Regions from separate parts of the Ovis aries genome. Here region 1 is linked to region 2. A link is a contact called in public Hi-C data. All regions are on one chromosome and are shown on one strand. The core of a region is the stretch at or near the end of the contact, and the rest is flanking DNA. Distances in the headings are between cores, read along the strand shown. Region 1 has its middle 22 kb from the start of PCMTD1. Region 2 overlaps PCMTD1 (protein-L-isoaspartate (D-aspartate) O-methyltransferase domain containing 1).

What was found. A called contact is a pair of places that touch in the nucleus more often than the background predicts.
Region 1: a contact with region 2 is called in a Hi-C map of muscle, with 3 times the contacts expected there. The contact joins two enhancer-like sites. A contact is called at or near these places in 11 of 16 Hi-C or Micro-C datasets (blood, hypothalamus, liver and 6 more).

The regions. Positions count from the first base shown.
Region 1 is chr9:34,070,010-34,074,138 of ARS-UI_Ramb_v3.0, reverse strand. No RefSeq gene overlaps it. Among named protein-coding and RNA genes, the nearest start is that of PCMTD1, 22 kb to the right of the region's middle. Within about 2 kb of position 2,233, at least 4 of the 54 cell types and tissues checked have an H3K27ac peak or open chromatin away from gene starts, as enhancers often do. A contact at or near this core is called in muscle, where this site is marked.
Region 2 is chr9:34,025,322-34,029,514 of ARS-UI_Ramb_v3.0, reverse strand. The region is part of intron 1 of PCMTD1 (protein-L-isoaspartate (D-aspartate) O-methyltransferase domain containing 1); the gene reads left to right. Among named protein-coding and RNA genes, the nearest start is that of PCMTD1, 23 kb to the left of the region's middle. Within about 2 kb of position 1,519, at least 2 of the 54 cell types and tissues checked have an H3K27ac peak or open chromatin away from gene starts, as enhancers often do. A contact at or near this core is called in muscle, where this site is marked.

The DNA.
Region 1 (4,129 bases), core at 984-3,483, 44 kb before region 2:
AGATTAGCCGCCTCCTACCACCACTGCAACATCACCATTTGTATGAAAAACAAGACAACTTCAGTGTCTGGGCCCTCAAATAATTATGTGAATACCTAATGTCATGACAATGGGATTCCTTGTTGGGGATAGGTAGGCAAATTCTGGACAAATCCGTGGACGTTGTTCTTTGTATGACGTCAAAGAAAGTGAAGTGAAAGGCAAAGCCTAGCTTTGCAATAACAGCAAATCTCAGACTTAAAAGAAACACCTGTCTTACCCAGATCATCCAGAAACTGGAGCCAGAAGCAAGGATTAAGTTGCTAAGCTTGTTTAAAGAGGTACAGGCCCAGAAGGGTGAGGTAAGACGCAAGGGAGATGACAGGCCGTGTGTGTGACAGCGCTTCAGACCCACCCGTCCACGTGGGACTCTGGAGTGGCCACAAGGGGGTGGGGTGGGCAGGATGAGGAGTGGTGTTTGCCCAGCTCCCCCCAACCTAGTCTCGGTCCTCCCTGTTCAAGGCTCACTCCCAGGCCCTAGCTTCCCACACAGACGTCTGGCCACACAGAGTGGCTCCCATGTCATCTAGAGCTCTATCCGAGTCTGCAAGAGGAGGAGACTCAGCCTGGGAGGGACCCCAGCTGACCGGGAGGAAGGGGCAGTCGGAGTGCCTGAAGAGAACATCCTGGACCTTCCATACTGCCTCCTCATGAGGCGCTTGTCCAAGCTGAAGTTTAGCACTTCCAGAATTAGCTCCTCCTTTCATCAGACATCTTGCCTTGAGCTGAAACCTGACTCCTGACAGCCAAGGTGGCCTTGCTGCTGCCCGTGCTGTCCTTTCCAAGTCCAGGCACTGCTCACGTGTCCCTCCCACAGCCCTGCGGGGTCAGAGGGCAGTCCCCAGGGCACAGAGAAGGAGCATGATGCTTACGTACACCTGCCGGCAGGGCTGAGTGTCCATGGCCATCGTGAGGTGAACTGGACGTAAGCCTGAGCTCAGGCTGAGCCAGGCGCTGGACAGTCACCTATCCTGCCCACTGGCCCTCAGTCCCCAAGTGGAGACACCAAGGCCCTGTTTCCACAACTGTCCTGGGAAGCCTCCTGGGTTACACAAGTTTCCCTGAGGTCACCTTGGTATCCTGCCATTTCTACCCTGGAGTGCAAGCAAGGGATGAACAAAGTCCTCTTGGTTTCGAGCTTAATGTGGTCTTTCTCCAAGTAACATACACACACACGCAGACACATGTAAACACATACACCTACATAACACACAAACACATACACAGACACACACACATAGACACAAACACATATACCCACATCACACACACACACATATACAAATACAAACACATACACACATATGTACATACACATACACAAACCTCACCCCTAAAATCTTCCCCTACAGCATCTGGTATGGAACCTGATATGGGGAATTCACGGGTGCACTTCGCAGCTTACTTTTCAGCATTTAGAAGTGTTTCTTGTCTTCTAGCAGAGTTATCAAGTGTTACTATATTGAATTCATTTACAAGGCTTCTATTCTGTTTCCAGAAAACTCTAATTTCTCAAGGACTGTGTGAAAACTGATGCAAAGAACTCACTCATTTGAAAAGATCCTGATTCTGGGAAAGATTGAAGGCAGGAGGAGAAGGGGATGACAGAGGATGAGATGGTTCGATGACATCACTGAATCAATGGACAAGAGTTTGGGTAAAGTCCAGGAGTTGGTGATGGACAGGGAGGCCAGGTGTGCTGCAGTCCCTGGGGTCACAAAGAGTCGGACACAACTGAGTGACTGAACTGAACTGTGTGAAAACGAACTGCCAAACCATGGAAAGAGAAAATTAATGTTAGGATACTATTTCTATTCTGCAGTTTTTATTTGAAAAGTTCTGCATTCTGCATGTCACAGTGTTCAGTGATGAAATCCCTGATGGGTGCAGGTATTAAGTCACTCAAGGTGGAAGCCTGGGGAAGCCTCTGTTGACAAGAGCAGCGTGAGCTCATTTTCTGGGCAGAACGTGTTGGGAATTTGTCGCAGGAGACCTGCCCATATGGAGGCATGCGATGTCACAATGCTCCTAGGGATGGCAGACTCAGAAAGTCCCCACTGAGCACACAGCACACTCCCAGGGGCTGGACTGTGCGCTCAGCCCCAAGGGTGGGAGGCAGGGATACCCTGTCCAAGCTGCTAGCCTAGCCGGGCAGGAATGAACTTCTGGTGCCTCCTGGCCGAGGCTCCAGCACACGGTGTCTGAAGGGCTTTGGCTCCCATGCCGGACCTTTGGCAGGGTGTTCCAGCACAGCTCAGGTCCCCTCCTCCCCCTGCGGCCTGCCACTCAGTCTCCTACTCAAAGATGTGTTTATTAGTAAGAATGACATTCCCAGTCTCATTTAGGGCAAAAAGGGGAGTTGTGTCTGACTCTGCGACCCTATGGACTATAGCCCACCAGGCTCCTCTGTCCAGGGGATTCTCTAGGCAAGAACATTGGAGTGGCTTGCCAGGCCCTCCTCCAGGGGATCTTCCCCATCCAAGGATTGAACCCAGGTCTCCCACGTTGCAGGCAGATTCTTTATGGTCTGAGCCACCAGGGAAACAAATAGGGAAGTGGCCCACAAAACGAGGACAAGAGTTAATTTCTCAATGAACACATTCTGCAGGGTTTTAGTGACTGATCCTCCCACCCTGTTAAAGGTAGAACGCTTGATTCTGAGACCCTGGTGTCATATTGGGGGGGGGGGGAGGAGTGGGCAGGAGGGAGAAGAGCAGAGAAGATGGAAGGTAACCAGAACTGGATCTCAGAGCACACATCACAATGAAAAGAGGGTCTGAAACCCAGACCTGATTGAAGTCCCATTCACTCCGTTTCATCACTCTTGATGAAAGTGAAAGAGGAGAGTGAAAAAGTTGGCTTAAAGCTCAACATTCAGAAAACAAAGATCATGGCATCTGGTCCCATCACTCCATAGGAAATAGATGGAGAAACAGTGGAAACAATGTTAGACTTTATTTTTTGGGGCTCCAAAATCACTGCAGATGGTGATTGCAGCCATGAAATTAAGAGATGCTTACTCCTTGGAAGGAAAGTTATGACCAACCTAGATAGCATATTCAAAAGCTCTGCTTTGAATTACTTTGCCGACTAGGGTTTGTCTAGTCAAGGCTATGGTTTTTCCAGTGGTCATGTATGGATGTGAGAGTTCGACTGTGAAGAAGGCTGAGCGCCAAAGAATTGATGCTTCTGAACTGTGGTGTTGGAGAAGACTCTTGAGAATCCCTTGGACTGCAAGGAGATCCAACCAGTCCATTCTGAAGGAGATCAGTCCTGGGATTTCTTTGGAAGGAATGATGCTAAAGCTGAAACTCCAGTACTTTGGCCACCTCATGCGAAGAGTTGACTCATTGGAAAAGACTCTGATGCTAGGAGGGATTGGGGGCAGGAGGAGAAGGGGACGACAGAGGATGAGATGGCTGGATGGCATCACTGACTTGATGGACGTGAGTCTGGGTGAACTCCGGGGGATGGTGATGGACAGAGGGGGTTGGTGTGCTGCGATTCATGGGGTCGCAAAGAGTCGGACATGACTGAGCGACTGAACTGAACTGAACTCACTCCGTTTAACCTTATCTGTGTCAATTTCCTGTTTTATTAAACAGTCACCTCCTCTTACCTAATTTGGCTTTACCCCACCCTGGTTAAAAAGTGGGCTTTATGTACCTGACAGTTGACATAAAGGAAAATTATTATTAACATATGTGAGCCTTGGCCAAAACTCACGTTGAGGTAGGGCTGGGTGTGTTGTCTGATCCACGATGCTGGTGTCTCAGGAAGTCAATGTTTTACTTGAGGTCTGCATGGAAATGAGGGGTGGGGCAGGGCTGTCTTCTGACCCACCAAGGGGCAAAACCTGGTAGCTATCTCTTCTGTCTCAGCCGGAACCTACCTCTGGAGGTGGGCAGACCCAAGGCCATCAATGTCTGATAGTGTAAACATTTAGCTTTAGGGTTCTTTAAAGGGGATTTGGCTTTTTCAATGAGCTAATTGAAATGGGAAAATGAAAACAAGAAGAATATAATTTACATTACCCACATAGTGTACAAAAATACTGCCCCCCCATGGAAATACTTTAAAGTCTTATCTC
Region 2 (4,193 bases), core at 270-2,769:
TGCTCTGTGCTGGCTGTCTCTATACTTCTCTCCCAGTCATGGAGCCTGCAGTTGTTTCACTTAAAAAGAAGCCTGTTTATCCCACTATGGAGTCAGTTCCTGATACGTAGTAACTGGTCAGAAAGGTGACATTATTCGTTTTTGCCTAGCGAGAATTTAAGCAGTTTGCATTTACGTTTGGTGATCTCTGTGATTCTGAGATAGCATTTTCATCAGGTTGGGAATCCCAGAAATCCAACTCTTGTATCATGAGAGCCTCTAGGAAAGGGATGTGGGGTTTGAGAGATCTCCAAATCCAAGGAGCAGAGTGGAGTGGTAGAGAGAGCTTCTTCCCAAAGTGGGCTTGCTGTCCTTGAGCCAGTGTGCTTCTTTACCAGCTCTGGCCACTAGTGCTCGAGTCCAGCCTCAGATAAGTGTTCTGCTCCTCCAGATGGTTAGCTGGCTCCTGCTGCAGGTGGGAGTTTTAGCCAAAGGCCTGAGGGGGGAGAAAAGGAATCACAGTTAGCAGCCTTGCTCACTCAGTCTATTCCCTAGTCCTGGTCCCTAAGAAATGGGCTTCCTGGGGCTAGCTGCCTTTGTGGGGCAGCCGCCAATTTTATTGACTTTTCTTAATTGGAGGGAAATTGCTTTACAACATTCTTTTGGTTTTTGCAGTACAACAGCATGAATCAGCCATAATTGTGCATATATCCCCTCCCTCTTGAGCTTCCCACACCTCATCCCGCCTCTCTAGGTCCTCACAGAGCGCCAGGCTGGGCTCACTGTGTTACCCAGCAGCTTCCCACTAGCTGTCTGCTTTACACATGGTGGTGTGTCTATGTCAGCGCCACTTTTCTTAGTTTGTCCCACCCTCTCCTTTCCCTGCTGTGTCCACAAGTCCATTCTCTTTGTTTGCACCTCCATTCCTGTCCTGCAAATAGGTTCATCAGTACTGTTTTTCTAGATTCCATGTATATGCATTAATTTATTGTGTCTGGAGTGTTTCCTCCTCCAGCCTGAAGGCAGTGTGGAAACACAGACCCTTGTGTGGCAGTTCACAGGGAGGACATCTCCTCCTGCTCCCAGGCTCCACGGAGTCACAAGTGTTCAGTCACAGGCATGACTACCCTTACTGGATATTGTTTGGGGATTCGTCTGTGTGTGCGTGCAGTCAAGATCAAGGTATAATTTCTCTCCTTTTGATGGAGAAGGTATTTGATGAGAAAGATAAAAACTTTTAAAAAGGAAAGAACAGAGCCTGTAAAACTGTGATTACAGTTAATAAATCTTGGATCTCTCCAGCGTCTGAGAAGCTAATCATTTTTCTGCTGCTCTCCTTGTTTGGTTTGTATTTCTTGAGCATTTAATTAAATCAAGGAGGGGACACATTCACAGAAATCACTTAGCACTCACTCCAGAGGAGGGTGCTTACGTGCTGCCTGTAATTATTTGAGTGTGGTGCCTCAGGCTGGGTCCTGGTGCTTCCCATGACCTTGTCTTACTAAGTTCTGCTCGCACCCTGGCACTCAGCCCTGCCCTTCAGTCACAAGACGAGGGTGACAGGTGCTCCCTGGCAGTAGCAGCTCTCATCCAGTGATGTGCTGGTATAATCGGGGTCCAGGCTGAGGTGGGGAGAGGGGAGGTCTGCGGAGGAGGCCTCTTGAGGAATCTCCACCTTGCAGTCTTGAGAGCTCTTGTTCGGTGAGAGGAGGTTTATCCTCACTTCAGGAGATTTCTCATAATTAAAGTACACTTGAAGCAGTTATTCATAAATGGAATTTATTTTTGTCCCATACAGAGAAGATGGATGATTCCAAGTTCTAAATTATACCTCATTTCAGATAACTTGTTTAGTTTCCAGTTGAAGATACATTCATAGTCTAAGAGTCTTCCTATGAAGAACTGTCACAGAGAATCTAGTCCTTCATTGATGAAGGTGATCCATTTTGAGAGCCCTTCCATCGCCTGTGAAGATTCCCTCCCCCAGCCCCTGGCAGCCACGTTCCTCTTTTCTGTCTCTGGGTTTTCCTTTCCTGTGCATGTCATGTCAGTGGAATCGTGTAGCATACGATCTTTCTGTAGGCTTGCTTTCCCTGAGCGTTAGATTTTCAGGGTTCACGCCTGCTGTAACATGCATCGTTGCTCCATTCCTCTTGGTGGCTGAGTAGCATTCCGTTGTGTGGGTAGACCACACTTTGTTCTTTCACCACTTGATGCCTGTTTTGAATGATGCTGATGTGAACATTCATGTGTAATAGTCTTGGTGGAGACGTCCATTTTCATTTCTCTCAGGTGGATTCCTAGGAGTGAGATTGCTGGACTGTATGGTAAGTTTGTGTTTAACTTTTTAAGAACTTGCCAAGCTTTTCTGGAGTGGCTGCATCATTTTCTATTCCCACCAACAATGTATGAAGTTCCAGTTTCTCCATATCTTCACTAGTGGTGTTTTGTTTTATTTTAAATAACATCTTAGTGGGTATAACATGGTATCTTGTGGTTTTAACTTGTACCTCCCTGATGACTAATGATGTGGAGCATATGTTCCTATGATTTTTGGTCATTCCTCTATCTTCTTTGGTGAAATGTCTATTCAGCTCTTTGCTCCATGTTTAAATTACATTGTTGGCATCCTTATTATTAATGAGTTGTAAGTGTTCTTTTAAGTACAAGCCCTTTTATGATTTTCAAATCTCTCTTCATTTCCTTTTAAGCACCCCTTTAGAAAACTCATGCCTCCCTTGATCCCTGAGAGTGAGGGAGATCCAGAGCCTCCTTTCCCCTATCCCCTTTTTTCTGGACAGAACACAGTTCTGCAGGTTTCCATGGTTCTCTCTAAGGCAGATTCTCTTCTCTGCATTACGCCAAACTTCAGTTTTCCCTCTGTCTTTTTACCCTACTTTTTTTTTTTTAAGGAATTACAAAGACTATTCTTAGTACGTGCTTTATTTTGGGCTGTGAGTGAATCTGTTTTGAAAAGAACCCTTTCCTTTAGGCTACTAAGATTTTCTGAAATCAGTAAAGCTCCTTACCATTTAAACCGTTTCTTCTTAGTCCTAGTTGGGCTTCTGTGCATCTTCTTTCTGTCCATATACCCCGAAGGAAGTGGCAACCCACTCCAATATTCTTGCCTGGAGAATCCGATGGAGAGAGGAACCTTGAGGGCTACAGTCCATGGGGTCGCAAGAGTCGAACTCGACTGACTTTGACTTGACTGACCCTGTAATCAGAGACTTCCCAGGTGGCTCAGTGATAAAGAATCCGCCTGCCAGTGCAGGAGCTGCAGGAGACTCAGGTTTGATCCCTGGTTTGGGAAGATACCCCGGAGGAGGAAATAGCAACCCATTCTCGTATTCTGCCTGTGGGAAATCCCATGGGTGTAGGAGCCTGGTGTGCTATATAGTCCATGGGATTGCAGAGAGATGGGCATGACTGAGCATGCATACACATGTACAATACAAGTTTTAGAAATTTTGCAAATTTTTACAGTAATTTGAGTATATTTCCTTAGAGGTTGAAAGGCAGTTCCTTCAGTGCTGTGAAGGGTGTCAGGTGGCTCTCTTGGCATCGTGAGGCGTCTTGAGTTTTTACTTTCAGGCTTAGCTCCCCAATCTGCATTATCTGTCAACTGAGAACAGTTGGGCTGTATTTGTGAATTTGCTTCCTTGCTGAAATGTGTCTGTAACCCTCACATCAGTATTCGTCATTGGTGCATGTGTTCGGGGAGGGGGGACAGAGTGAGTTATCCTGTGGACATGGTCCCCTGGGCCAGGTCAGGGGTGCGGTCCAGCTCGTGCCTCAGGGCGGTGGCCGGAGGATGCAGTCACAGCGTGGTGCAAACAACTGTGGTGCCGGGCCAGTTTGGAGCTCATTTCTTTCATAAGAGAAAACACTCTTCTAGGGTGAGTTCTTAGGACTGAACATTGCTGACTGTCTGAGGTAGGTATATATGTGGAGTATACGCACACTCTTCCCCTGCAGCCATTGGGTGGTGCAGCATTTGCATATTGTTTTTCTGGACTTAATAGAACATAAACTACCGCAAATAATGAGTACTGACTGGATGCTTCAGAAAGTGACTAAACCTTTCTGAGTTTGTGTGTCTGTGTGAAATAATTTGTGAATCTCCAGCTTCCAGTGAGTCACTACTCTGGAGCGGGCATCCGTGGCCTCGGCGCTCTCCTCAGTCTTTCCTGGCTGAGATGTGCTGGACTAGC